2 separate regions of the Mus musculus genome follow, and region 1 is linked to region 2. Evidence: chromatin contacts called from public promoter capture Hi-C data. All regions are on one chromosome and are shown on one strand. The core of a region is the stretch at or near the end of the contact, and the rest is flanking DNA. Distances in the headings are between cores, read along the strand shown.

Region 1 (7,225 bases), core at 1,210-3,709, 1.5 Mb before region 2:
CCAACCATGCCCACCAAGCAGAGCACACACTGCAAGTGGCACAGGCTTTTCTCTCTCAAAGCCCACCACAATCAGCAAGGCCACACACCCTAAGCCTCCCTATATTAGTCAGGGTTCTTTAAAGGAACAGAACTGATTGAATGAATGAATAAATACCATGAGTAGTCCTATGATGGCTGTCTCATGATGGAAAGACCAAGACTCCAGTAGTCAGTTAATCCTCCAGAGTAGATATTTTTGCAGTCTTGATCTGGTGCTTGGAGTCTAGAAGGAGCCCGGAAGAGCTGCTGGTCTTTAGTCTCTGTTGGAATCTTGAAGACTCAGGTTCTAATACTACCGAAGGAATGCTGCAGCAGCAGGATAGATGAACTTGCTGCCACTGAGAGTAAGGACAAGTAGGCAAAAAGCAGAAGCTTCCTTCTTCTATGTTTTGTAGTGTGTGTGTGTGTGTGTGTGTGTGTGTGTGTGTGTTATCAGAAAGTCCGTTCCAGAGTTAGGGTGGAACCTCAAATAAAAATAAATCCCTCACAGGTGAGTCAGCTGCCTGGGTTTTAGCTGATTTCAGATGCAGTCAAGTTGGCAACCAAGATCAGCCATCACACTCCCCAAGCAGAACCATGAACCAGGGATAAGTGTTCAAATATCTGAGCCCATTGAGCATTCATTCAAGCCATTGTAGCATCTATAACAAAGACTCGTGTAGATAACAAAAATGCCTCAAAGTTCTCCAGGCTAGGATGCTCAGGACCAGTGCCAGTAGATTCAGCATCTGATGAGAGCTGTGTTCAGGGTCATAGATGGCAATGCCTAGATAACCTACGTGGTGAAGGAGGCTTCCAGCTCAGTAGGGGTCTTTTTGTTTTTTTAAAATAAAGATACAGGTCCCATTCATGAGGAGTTTGCCCTTGGGGTCTAAGTTCTCAAAGTCTTTCACCTACTTAACCTACTTAGGGTTAGAATTTCACTCTGAATTTTGAAAGGACACAGATATTCAAGCCAGCCATCATTTTAAAAATGAAGCTTCAGGGCTGGTGAGATGGCTCAGCGGTTAAGAACACTGACTGCTCTTCCAAAGGTCCTGAGTTCAAATCCCAGCAACCACATGGTGGCTCAAAACCACCCGTAAAGAGATCTGACTCCCTCTTCTGGAGTGTCTGAAGACAGCTACAGTGCACTTACATATAATAAATAAATAAATCTTTAAAAAAAAAATGAAGCTTCAATCATGAAAAAACCCCAAGGTATTAGGTTTGCAAAAGGGGGTTTGGAAAAATAGTTAAAAGGTAAGAGGATATCAATGGCTAGAGAAAGTATTTTATTCAACCGCAAAGAAGGACTTTTCATTGTTTGTAGGAACATGGAAGGAAAGGGGGATCATGTTTATCAAACTATGCCAGACTCAGAAAGACAAGTAGCATGCATGCTGTCATGCGTGGACTTTGGGAATAATAATTGTAAGGCCAGGAATGTCTGAGGGGGGCTGTGAAGGATGTGGAGAGAAATTGAGGTGAGATGATTTTGAGGGAAGGAGACTTGAATAGTGAAGTTGACCAAAGCACATCAAACACATAAATGGAAAGTACATGACTTTGTAGAGTGCAAGTTTGCGTGGATAGAGTCACTGTATGTACGCAGTCCTGAGACTGAAAATGGGGATCCCTTGAGCTCAGGAGTTCAAGGCCTGCCTGCCCAGCAGAGCGAGGTCCCATAGTAAAAAACTAAGGAAAAGACAAAGGACACATTAGACTGTGGAGACAAAGGACACATTAGACTCAGGGAGGAGGGAGAAGATGGATGGAAAGCAGGGGACGTAGGTGGGGCTTGTGTACTGGGTGTGTTCCCATCTTTGTGTAAACATTGTATATTTATTTGGCTTTCATTTCAAAAAGATTTATTTAATGTGCATATGTGTTGTCCACATATGTCTGTATACCATGTGCACGCCTAGAGCTAGTGGAGGCCAGAAGAGGGCGTCAGATTCTCTGGAACTGGGTTTATAGACCTTTGTGAGTCGCCAGGTGAGCGCTGGAAGCCTAGTCTGAGTTCTCTGCAAGAGCAACAGATGCTCTGAACCCTAGCCATCACTCCAGCTCCCGTGTTTCGCTTTTGTGTCTCATGCTAGCGGAGGCTTGCCTGGATGTCACTGTGTAGAGAAATTGAAATTCCCAGCCTTTATAATCCGGTCTCAAAGCCCTCGGTGTGTTTGGTTAGTCAGTAACTCTCGACTTCTCCAGCGGCCTCAGGTGCTGCCTCTGGGACTTTGGGACCGCGTCTTTGCGTGACTCATGAATGACCTAACTCCTGCGTGGAGCGCCTGCCTTTCCGTTGAGTTGCTGGGGCGCCTTCCTCCGCGCCAGTGTCTACGCATACGCTTACTGCACAGTTGCAGCGGCCCACACCCCACCCGCTCCCGCGCGCGCCCTCATTCCGCGCGTCCCGCCCCACGCGCTCTCGCCGCCGTTTGACACGCGCTCCCTGGAGGCGACGCCCCACCTCTCTCACCTCCGTTCCAGCCCCGCTGGCCCCAGTGCCCATGATCCCGGGGCTAGGCGGACCCTGGTCCGCACCTCCCTGCAGGCGCGTTGTCCCTGCTGGCCCCAGCGGGATGGGCCTGAGCCCAGCAGCCAGCGGGGAGTTCGGGATCCGCCTTTCCAGGGTCCCATGGCCACGCCCCACGCAGATCTCGAAGACCTCAAGTACAGAGTCAAGTGACACCCAATCTGCAACTGGACAGTCAACTGTACCCCACTCAGGTCTGCCCCAGGAGTCCCAGGAGTAGGGTCTCTCCCTCGAGATCTTTGAGGGTAATTCCCAGCGGTTGGCCCCTGCCAGAAATGGTTTGGCAGTTGCTTGCGTCTAGACAGCCCCCATACAAATTTTATGGAGGGCAAAGCAGGAACCGACACAGTTCTAATTCTTATTTTATACACACACACACACACACACACACACACACACACACACACACAGATATAATTTTTTTTTGAGACAGGGTTTTGCTATGTAGCCCTGGCTGGCCGCAAACTCTTACTATGTAGATCAGGTTGGCCTGGAACTCACAGAAATGCGTCTGCCTCTCTGCCTTCAGAGTGGTGGGATTAGAGGCATTCACCACCACACCTGGCTTTAGACACCATTCTAAATCAGAACATGCAGCCCACTTTTGACTCGAGTTGGTCTTTCATGGGGCTCCCTCCTTCCCCCATAGAAGGCAGCTGTGTATTAAATCACACCCCTTCCCTCCTGAACTAGACTCAGCGAGTTCTCAAGCGCTGTTGGTCCAGTTCTTGCCGAAGCAACTCAAGCAAGACCGCCGATTAGAACAGGCCCGAAGCTTTCAGCAGGGGTAAGAGTCTTACTATGAGGACTGGGGCTTTGGGTACCAGAAGCATTTTTGAAGATCTTATTTAGATGCTAGTTCTGCAGAACACCATACCCACCCCCTAACCTGCCTCCTCCAGATGGTTTCTGCCAAGGACAAACTAGTGAGTAGCGCCTGCTGGGTAAGATTGAACTAGGCTGCAGACCTGATGACTGTTGGCGTATCTTGTGGAAGTTTTTACCCACAAGACCACTCTCCAGACTCATCAAAGTTGAGTGAGTTTGTAGGAGTACAAACCAGTGAAAAATTTAGGAGGTTTGTGCCTGGGCATTAGGTTGGGGCAAGGAGAGGAGGTTTGAGGCGTTTTGCATTTTATTATACTCTATTATGTACCGTCTTCTCTCCTTTTAAGATCAGTGTGTATCACTCACTGATAGAGATTTGAAAAGAATAATGTGCAAATTAGAAAATAATCAGAAAGCTCTGACCAGAGGGGGAAGGGAGAATGAATAATAGAATTTATTTGAGAATAAGTTCATAGTCCAGTGCAAAATGCACACACCTTGTGGAAACCAGCAGCCCATTCCAAGGAATAGAGAAGAGGAAGACACATTTAGAGTTGAATCGAGGAGAATTAAAGTTGCTGTGAATAAATCATCTTTGGCCACAGGTTTAATTATAACAGGGGTGTTTAGGGACCAGCAGGGTATGCCAATCCAAGATGAATGATTGCTGGGCAGGGGTGTCCCCTGAGAAGCAACATTGTGGCAGGACGTGGTGCTCTTTGTGCAAAGTTATGGCTTGTGGGATTCCTCAAAGTAGCTCTTGCCAGCAGTGCATGCCAGCACTCCCTATGGCTGCATTTTTGTCTGAATTTGAGACCAGGGACTCCATTTTGAATGTGACACTTCTCACCTACACACTCAGTTTTAAGCAATTGGAGACAACCAGGGCGAAGCTGTTGAACTGTATGAAGGCGAATGAATGTCTTCATAGAGTCAAGTTTGCAGGTGTGTGTGTCTCTTTCGATGACAAAACTGAAAGGTGTCTTAAAAGCACAGATCTGTTCAGTCACACAGACTTTCCAACAGCCGTGGAACGATGTTTACAATGTGATTGCAAAACCATTTTCTAGAGAGAAGCCGGAAACTAGTTTGGAGCTCACACCCAGCAAGAAGAGGACAGAGCTGATTCCAACATCAAATTCAGAGATCGAAAGCACACAAAAAAACCAAGCAGTTGAGGTGCGTATCCCAGGAATCCATAGGATGAGTGTTTTAGTTTCTTGGTCATTGCTCACTGCATCGTGTTTTACTCTGCGTCTAATAAATATCTGCACCGACATGAGAGATTGGTTATGTGTTTTTTAAAGTAGATTTCCTGAGGCACATTTAGCCCATATTTAAATTCTAGATTTTTAAAATATGCAATTAGACACATTCTGATATTGTTATGTTAGAGCTGAAAAGAGAAAAATGGCAGGTTCCTGGGAAGGAGCTGACATGAGATTACCCTGCTCCCTCAGAAGACCTTTATTAGGAGGAGAGAGAGCTTCACAATGTGGGGGGGGGGGCAGCATCAGGCCTTGGAGCGGGAGAGCTGGAGAGCTGGAGAAAGAGAGTGTCTTAGCAGCCACAGGCCTTGGAGGAAGAGAGTGCTGACCCTTCATATCCTGAGAGCAAAGGCGTTTCTAACTCTTACAGGGTTTGGAAGTGTGTGTGTGTGTGTGTGTGTGTGTGTGTGTGTGTGTGTGTGTGTGTGTGGTGGGGTGGTGGAGGGGGGAGGCATCATATCACATGATCTATCTTGGCCATGTCACTGTACCTAAGGGCATGGTGGCAGGCACAAGGTAGGACCGTGAATTTGTCCTGTAGCTCCAGGGGATGGGGTTGGTGAAGGGCTTCAAGGCCATAGAGCAACCTGTTTCTTATCACCTCTCTGTCTCAGACAAGGGAGCTGCAGGGGCACACGGCCTGGTTTTTGAGTAGGGGGAGGAGAATGAACGTGCATGAGCCAGCAAGAGGGTCTGTGGTCTCACAGATACACGTATTCAAGTGTGAAACCCTTTGCCATCATACACATCCATAAGCATGTTTTTTTTTAATTTTAATTTTTTTGTTTGTTTGTTATTTTTTGAGACAGGGTTTCTCTGTATAGCCCTGGCTGTCCTGGAACTCACTCTGTAGACCAGGCTGGCCTCGAGCTCAGAGATCTGCCTGCCTCTGCCTCCCAAGTGCTTGGATTAAAGGCATGTGTCACCACTGAACATGCCTGCTTGTCGTCTCTTCCCTGTTGCCCCCATGCCTCTATCTCCAGGCAGCGATCAGTCTGCTTTCTGGCAGTTGTAGATTAGTTTGCATTTTGTAGAGATGGTGCATGTATCTAGTTTTAAGACATTTTTTTGCACTGATTGATTGATTGATTGATTGTGTATGGGGATATGGCACATGGGGTGGGGTGGGGGCAGAGGACAGCTTGAAGAAGTTGATCCTTACCTACCATGCGGATTCCAGGATCAAATTAAGATTTGGCTGCAATGTCTTTTACCGGCTGAGCCATGTTTTCTGGTTCTCTAAGCCTTGGCTTTAGTGAGGAGTTCGGGGTCTGCTGGAGACCTCAGCTGTAAGCTACCACTGGCTAGTTTACTATGACCTTGTGATCCTTTCATTTAAATGGTCTCTTTAGCAGAAGAATCCTAATAGCCACACGTTTTCCTTTCTTATTACATAGCAGAAAAGTGTGTGATTGGTCTGTATATCAATTATTTTGGGTTATAGAGATGTCAGTCATCCTAACATTTTTACAGGACCAATGCTTGTGTCTCTAATGCCACAACCAAAGAGAATTTCTGGCTTTCCTTAAAGGCTCTTCCACAGGGTACTGCAAACATTTCTGTCAGTGTTGGGGGTCTGTTCAAATGATACTTCCAAGGAAGAATTTATATAAACACAGAACAGCACTAGTTGGCAATAGTTATGAATATTCATAAGACCTTCATATTGCACAATTCAAACATCCTCAGTGGAGTGCTTGCCAAGTCAGATTTGTTTTTCAGTAAGTATTATGGGGCAGAAAGTCCCTGCTGCCTCTGGAGCTACAGGGAAGCTATTGCTTTGAACACTTAAGATCCCTCTGAAACAATCGCAAAGACTTGTGCTATGGATGATGAGCTCCAAGAATGCTGTGCTGTACTGTGGAAGTGCTTACACGGCACTTTGTTAGTTGCAGGACAAAGAAACGAATGAACTTACCAGATACAGTGGTAGGGTGGATGGGCAAGTGGTTCCAGCCAAGCCGGGGACTTCCAGTTAGAGGCTTCAGATGCTGTCTGACCACAGCCTCAGCACTTGGATGGGTAAAAGCTAGTTCTGAAGGGTCCGTTGTATGGTTCTGATAGCCACAGGGATGATGTTAGGTCAGACAAGGGCTGGCTTTCCAAAGGGACTAAACATATCCCAAGATAATTTGCATTTTAACTCCCTGTAACCATGAAATTTCCTCATCTGCTTTGTAGAATCTTTAGCACAGGTGCGATTCCCTTCCCCCCCATCCCTCTGTTTCTCTTTTGGAGGCTTCCTCTCACACTCCTAAGTAATGGTCTCTCCCTCCCAGCTCCCTGTGGTGACTCTGATGTCTGGTTACATACCAGCTAAAGAGTTAGTATGCTTTATAAATGGACCAAGCACCTTGGGTTTGGTTCTCCTAGAGTTGAAAGTAACACTCTTACTGTGGCCTTGTTCTTGCCACCTGCCCCCTGCCCAAGGCAAGAACAAAACTCTCTCCCCACTTCCTTGCTCCATGCCCACTTGATTTGATTTAGGATGCCTTTAGAGTCTGGCGTTTAACTTGGGTGAGGGCCTAGAGCCGAGTTGTCAGCCTATGCCAAAGAAATAAGCAGTGGGT
Region 2 (6,962 bases), core at 3,284-5,783:
CAGAATACCGTTAGCTCTAAAAGGGTGCAGTCATTGACCCCTGTGGCTATGTAAGCAGAGCCCACATGCAACAATCACAAGGTTACCAACTCTTAAGGTTCCATTGTGACAATGGCAAAGGCAAAACTACAGGCATAGAAAACAGTTGCTAGTGGAGTCTAGGGTTGCATGAAGCGTAGCCTCACAGGGCTGTGGGACAACAGGACTTTTTCACATCTTCATTGAAGCAGTGGCTATTACACCATATGTTTGATATAGGCAGAACTATACATTGGGAGGAAGAGCTTTTTGCATGTAAATATATGGGATTAAAACATCATTAAAACTGTATGGGGGCTGGTGAGATGGCTCAGTGGTTAAGAGCACCAACTGCTCTTCCAAAGGTCCTGAGTTCAAATCCCAGCAACCATATGGTGGCTCACAACTATCCATAATGAGATCTGACACCCTCTTCTGGTGTGTCTGAAGACAGCTACAGTGTACTTACATATAATAATAATACATAATAAATCTTAAAAAACAAACAAAACAAATGTATGGGACTCTGATAGAGACTTCTGAATTTGATGACACCTCAGAATCACCAGGAGGTTTCAAAACAAAAGCAAGAAAATCAATTCTTAGCCCCTATTCATAAACATTTTCATGTTGGTTAGCTTCTAAAAATTTTAGATAAATTTGTTATGAATACAATTTTGTGTGCTTCAAAGTGCATGTCAATTTTCAATGTTCTGCATTTATCATTGGAAAAATATGTAGAAAAAAACAGTGTCTCTCTTTCTTTACTCACGGAATACTCTGGCCCTGTAATATGTAGCAGCCTATTCCTTGTTTTGTATTTTTATTTGTACTTTATGAGTATGAGTGTTTGCCTGTATGTCTATCTGTCCACTTTATGCATGCCGGTGTCCTCAGAGGTCAGAAAAAGGATCTGAACCACTGAGAAGTAAAGTTACAGTGTGAGCTTCCACGGAAGATTTTTATCTTATAGATGTTAAGGACTTACAAATGTTGAGTTAATCTTTATTGTAGATTAAATTCCTTTACTTGCAAGGAATTAAAAAGCAGATAAGGAAAACAATCTTGTTATCTTAAAGGCTGTGACATGTTAGCAAACCAAATTGTAGCAGAAGTAAAGTATTAGTAATTACAGCTTAACTCCTGTGAATGCAAAAGGTAATTAGTTAGTTGCCCATTTATGTTAATCTTTAAAGAATATTTTTAAGTTGAGTGTGGTGGCCTGTGCCTGTAGTTCCAGCTACTCAGGAGGCTGAGGTGAGAAGATCATTTGAGCCTTAGGAGTTTTGAGGCCAGCTATGGAAAATGCCAGACTCCATCTCAAATCAATCAATCAATCAATCAATCAATCAATCAATCAATCAAACAAACAAAAATAAAAATAAATCTAGCATAGACATTTAGAAGCTTAATTTTACAGTGTTATTTAATGTTACTTTTCAATGAACTAAGTATTAAGGAACAAGTTCTGAATATAAAACCAAGTTCACATTCAAACATGAATAGAAACACAGATGACATTTTCACACACACAAAGATAAGGTTAATATATGCTAATTAGGGCCATGGAACTCTTATCAGAACCCAGTGTTAGGTTTTTGAAGATTCCAAATAATTACCCAAACGATCTTAGCAGAGGCCACTGGGATACTGTTTCTACTGACCACAGCTGGAAAGAGCAGATGGAAAAGACAGAGTCCAGGCTACTCATCTTTAGGCATCTGGAAGTGGGAGACCCACAGTGAGGCAACCTTGGGGAGCAACTGCAGAAGTTCCCTGATCTGCACTGCCTCAACTAGTGTGGAGGAGGGACCCTGTTAGGCTATGGACCGTCACAGGAGGGATCCTTTTAGGTTAGAGGTCACCAGAGACCTAACCGAACCAGCCTCTTCAAGGAAAGGTTCTGGAAGTGTAGTCTGTCCGGAAGTCTAGAAACAACCCTGAAAGTGAACTCAAATGCCTCAGTCCACAGACAGATTAACTTACAAGAGTTTTCAGTAAGTATCAGAGTGCCTGACAAAGGCTAGGAGACAGAGAAAACAGCTCCCCATGGCGGTCTCTCTGCTTGTCTCCCACTTTCAGATGCCTAAAGATGAGTGATGCTGTAAAGAAGGAGGTCAAGAGGTTGAGCTGCCGAAGTGGGACTGGTAACAGCAGAATATCTGCCTGGACTGTCTTTCCCATCTGCTGTTTCCAGCTGAGGTATCCCAGTATCTCAGCAGCCTCTGCTAAGACCCTCTGGGAAAATAAATATGTGATGGTTAATTGGTTAAGATAGCCTGAAACTTTTTTCCCCAAGACAGATGGTGGTACAGTTCTAAAAAGCATTTTAATCTTAAGATCTTAGGGTTTCTATTTTAAAACAAAAGAAATGAATGTTTGCCCAGTAAATTAATCAGCAGTGTTCTGATAGATAAACAAAATAATTATGCTTACTTTACAGCACTAGAGAGTACAGTCTTTTGAATTTCTTAGACCACTGCTACCTGGGTCTTGTAGACACATTATGACAATTATTTTCCTAGAACATGGCCAAACACAAAATAATTCACTCTGATTGCATTTCTATGACTTTTCGGAAACACAAACTCATTTCTTCTGAAGGAAGGAGTGGGAAAGAGCTTTGGGGCTTCTCTCAGCACCTCCCTTCTGACAGTGATGTGGGAGTCCCCTCCCCACATCATGCTCTGGCAGACACTGACCTTCTGACACTAGCTGCCTTGAAGAGTCTGATCCCACATCAGACTAAGGGGTTTTCTCCCACAAGAATGCTTCCTTACTTCAGATGCCAATTTTTAAATAGTAGCTTCTCTATAATTTCTGCCAGACAACTGCAAGCCAGTCTCCTGCTAGGGCTTCCTTTTCTAGAGCAGTTCACAGACTCAGATGTCTTACTAGTGTGTCATATAAAGGAGGCAGTTCAACACTGAGATGAACAAACACCGGGCAGGGTCTGGAAGGGTGCTGGGTATTGGGCCCACTTTTGCTGTGGAGCTGGGACTGGCATACGACCATACTCACCAATTTGGAGGTTTTTCCCATCCCCAAAATTCAGGGATAGTTTTTGGATTGCTTCATTGTGGGGGCCCCTTTTTCTTTTCTAGAAGATGAGAGGGGCTGTAAATCTCAAATTCCCACTTAGGGCTTGGTCTGTAAAATGATCAGTCTCCACCTAGAGACCTATCCAGAGTCAATTTTCTAGTCAGAAGATGATTAGTGACTTTACTGTTTAGCAGGGACCGGATATTATAATAAAAGATTCTCCCAGCATCTGTTTCAAGATTTTTGAGCTTAATTTGGGGGAGGCAGAGAAAACACACAGATGCAGAGGGGTAGAGGGAGGGAATGTACACACAGGTCTCAAAGCCGAAATGGCTACATTTTATGGTATGTAGAGTCTACCTCAAGACCCACAAATACCAAAAGTCTACACCTGTAAAGCCAGCACTTGGAAGGCTGAGGCTTGAAGATGGTTTCAGGCTATGGAGGGCTCTCCAACAAGATGCCTGGCTTTTAGTATTGAATTCTTAGGGGGCAGGCTATATAAAAGGCGAATTAACAGACTTAAAAAAAATTCTCAAAACAAGTTGCTTAGTGCAAAATGAGGAAATTCAGCACTGCATCTTGCTCTAGAGTATTATTTGACCACAAAGCCAGTCAGACTGAAGGATACCGCGTCGGTGTGGACAGGAACTTGCTCCGATTTGGCATTATTCACCTGGCAAGCATAATTTACCTGCGTTGAACTCTGGGTCGTTTTCCAGGACAGTCACGGCTCCTTCCACAGCATCTACCGCGCTCCCTCCCGCCTTGAGGATTTTGTAGCCCTCGGTTGCCGCTCTGGCGATGCCCTCGCGCACCAGCTCTTTCCGGTTGGCTGAGATGTTGCTTGCTCCGCCACCATGGACTACCACCACGAGACTCACATCGATGGAGGCTAGGCATCAGGAAGAGGCGAGTGTCATTTTGTACCGGTCCAAGGGAACCAACTCAAGTGAGCAGCAGCGTCAAAGTTGTTTCCGTTCAGTGTCGTCCGTCCCCCCCCCCCCCCCCCCCCCGCTCAGTGAGAGTTTTGTTACAAAACCCCAAAGCGACCCAAGCCTCCCAGCATTCCTCCCCATGCTCTCCCACTCCGACCTGGCAGGGGCATCTGTGGCTCAGAAAGCCTGGTGTCAAGACTCCGAGCCTGCGCTTGTGCCACAGCGCTACCCCTCAGCCTCAGTTTCCCCAGAGAACACCAGCCTCTATTTCGGCGCCAGTACTGAGGTCGCATGTATCAGAGCTCCAGCCCTCCTCCCAGGAATCTCTCTGTGCCTCAGTTTCCCGGGGTCCGTGCTCTCTGTTCCAGTTCACTCCACCTAGGGTCCGGGGTACCCTGAGGACTGGACTTCCCCACGTCCTTCGGACCTGAGCTCCTCGTCTCTGGTAAATCCTACATTTTTGTTCTTGTTTCTTTTCCCATACCTCGGACTGGCGGCGCCACGGTGCCGCGGGCGCACGCCATGATGTCAAACTGGCCAAGCCACCAGGCAGCAAACCGCTCCGCCTGCAACCGCTCTGCAGGCAACGGTTCCGCGCTTGCGCACGAGGGTGGGGGCCCGGGGCGCTGCTGAGTTACCGTAAAGCCCCGGGGTCCCTAGCGCTGCGCACCAGCCTTCCGGGACTCCAGATCTAGAATAACATTGCTTTTCTACTTCCCTAGTAGCACGCGGGACCCTTTGTCTCCTTTGCCTTGAAATTATCGCATGCTCTTAAGTCTTGCTAGTTAGAATGCTACATTAAAACCTTTTCCCTTTAAGTTCCCCATCTTAATCTTTCGGAAGAGAAGAAAATAAAGTATACCTCTGCCTCTAATTTGACAGATTCTGTTCATTAGACACTCTGAGAGCCCAGAAATCCCAGCTCCTCTCCTCCTCTAAGTCTAGGGATGCCAGCTCTAAATCCTTTCATCTCTCAGTGCCCTCTTTTTGTTGACATTTCTTCTTTCCTTGCTTCCAGCAGTTGTGGCGGCAGGGGTAGAAGACCAAACACTTCGTATTCACCAAAGGGATCCTAGAGTCTAGTTTTGTTCTGATAGTCAAAGAGGGAGAACAGATGCCAGTGACATCTACAGGTTTCTGTAGCAGTGACACCTAGGAAGAATGCCCTGCTTTATTATGTAAAGCAATTTTACTTGAATTATGAGTTTGTTTTTTTCTCACAACCTTTGTTTTCTAATTTTAAATTTACTGAAGCAATATTTTATTTTCGTTATCAATCGCTTTGTACTGTTTATTGGCTAGATGAGTTGGTGTCAAAGATAGACTTTCATTTTGCAAGTCCTTCTCTCTTTAAGGTGGGGCAACCCAGGCTCATATGTTAATGAAAAGGGCTGACCTTGTGTAAGACTTCCCAACCATTACTTCTGTAGACCTCAATAAACCTCAATAAAGATGGCTTCAAATGGTCAGGACCCGGTGGGTAAGTGCCAATTTTCCTAATATTTTTTCTTGTTTCCATCTTACCACCAACTAGAGAAAAGTTGTATCTGATTCCCCTAACCATCACAAAGGGCCATCTTTTCTAGTTAGTCTATCCCTAGCTTCCCTAGGCCAAGAGCATCCAAACAGGACACAGCCTGTTTCCCCATAGAGCCCTTTCCTACCCGTTTGCCTGCTTCTGAGTCTCTACCAAAACCAGTGGCTGGTTGGTTCCTTTGCATTAGCAAGGTTTGAGTAGATTTGTCTTGTCCTCATTGGGGTGGGTTTCATTTATTGTGTTTATTTGCTACATAATTAGAGATTTCTGCTTGAAGAAAGATCATATGCAAAAGAGATGTTGGAGAAGGGACCAGCCTTTGATTCTGGAAACCAGAGCATCAGGTCTGGTATTACCCAGTCTTGGTTGCCTGTCCACCTCCTTCCACAGTATTCTATGCTTTCCCACTAGTGATATCTTCACCCCTTTCTCTTTCTTCGAGAGACTTTACATCAGAATGTGAGGCTCTAAGAGTGGCTCTGCTATAGAGAGGAGTTTGAATTTGCTCTAGTTAAAAAGAAATTGAGATGGTCTCATACATTACACTCTGGCCTCAAACTTACTATGTAGTTGAACCTTGTAGGCATAATTTTTATTGTATACCGTGTAAAGATTATCCTTCTATTATTCAAAAGCTGATTTCTCTGTCCCCATATCTAGTTGCAATCCAGACAGGGCATTGTAATGCTTATTCTAAGTATCTTCTGCTTCAGTGTTGCATAAGCATTGCTCCCCATTTAGTCTCTGATTTGTCAATAAGAGTTGACCAGCCAATGACTGAGCAGGAGAGAGGACAGGCCTGGACTTTCTCCCTTCCTTTTTTTTTTTTTTTTTTTTTTTTTTGCAGGTTATATCTTTTCTAGGGTAAAATGCTTTCTGGTAATAGAAAAAAATACATTTCAATTGAAATAAGAAATTCTTTTGAAAACTTGAAACTAAATATACCTTAATGGATAAATACACCTATTTCTCCTACTCCCTCTATATATATTCAAAGTTTACATGTATTTATTTTTAGACCATAGAAGACTTTCATTTTGAATTTCAGCCTGTCTTTCCCAAGCCGCTTTAAAAATTTGAATCATTGTAATTCTTATATTCCTGTCCTGCTTATTGACAACCTGGACAGACTGTGACTGTTCTTGATAATATTTTACAATACTCTTCTCAGAAGCATTCTTTATTTTATGGTTTATTTCTGAGTTTGGAGGAATGTTAATCTGTGTTTTCCATTGCTTCAGTAAATCACACTTTTATAAATTCTTGGCTATAGTAGCCACACATGACTTTAATTTATCTATTTATCCTTCTGGCCCTATACACTCCATCCATCTTTGTTTCACCTGAGATAAAGTTCTAACATTTACCCCCTGAAAAGGCCAATCTGGATGTCAAGATTTTGGTGAAATTATTGATACATCTGCTCC

What was found. Promoter capture Hi-C pulls out the DNA fragments that hold promoters and counts their contacts.
Region 1: a contact with region 2 is called in a promoter capture Hi-C map of hippocampal neurons, with 4 times the contacts expected there. A contact is called at or near these places in 7 of 39 promoter capture datasets (cranial neural crest, hippocampal neurons, liver and 4 more) and 2 of 130 datasets of targeted methods (astrocytes and pancreatic cancer cells).

What each region holds. Positions count from the first base shown.
Region 1 is chr19:7,610,078-7,617,302 of GRCm38.p6, forward strand. It overlaps Plaat5 (phospholipase A and acyltransferase 5), which reads left to right and starts at 2,460. Exons shown (of 6, transcript NM_025731.3): 1 at 2,460-2,753; 2 at 3,253-3,346; 3 at 4,458-4,566. The coding sequence starts at 2,606.
Region 2 is chr19:9,131,033-9,137,994 of GRCm38.p6, forward strand. It overlaps Asrgl1 (asparaginase like 1), which reads right to left and starts at 4,534. Exons shown (of 7, transcript NM_025610.3): 1 at 4,483-4,534; 2 at 3,755-3,955. The coding sequence starts at 4,522.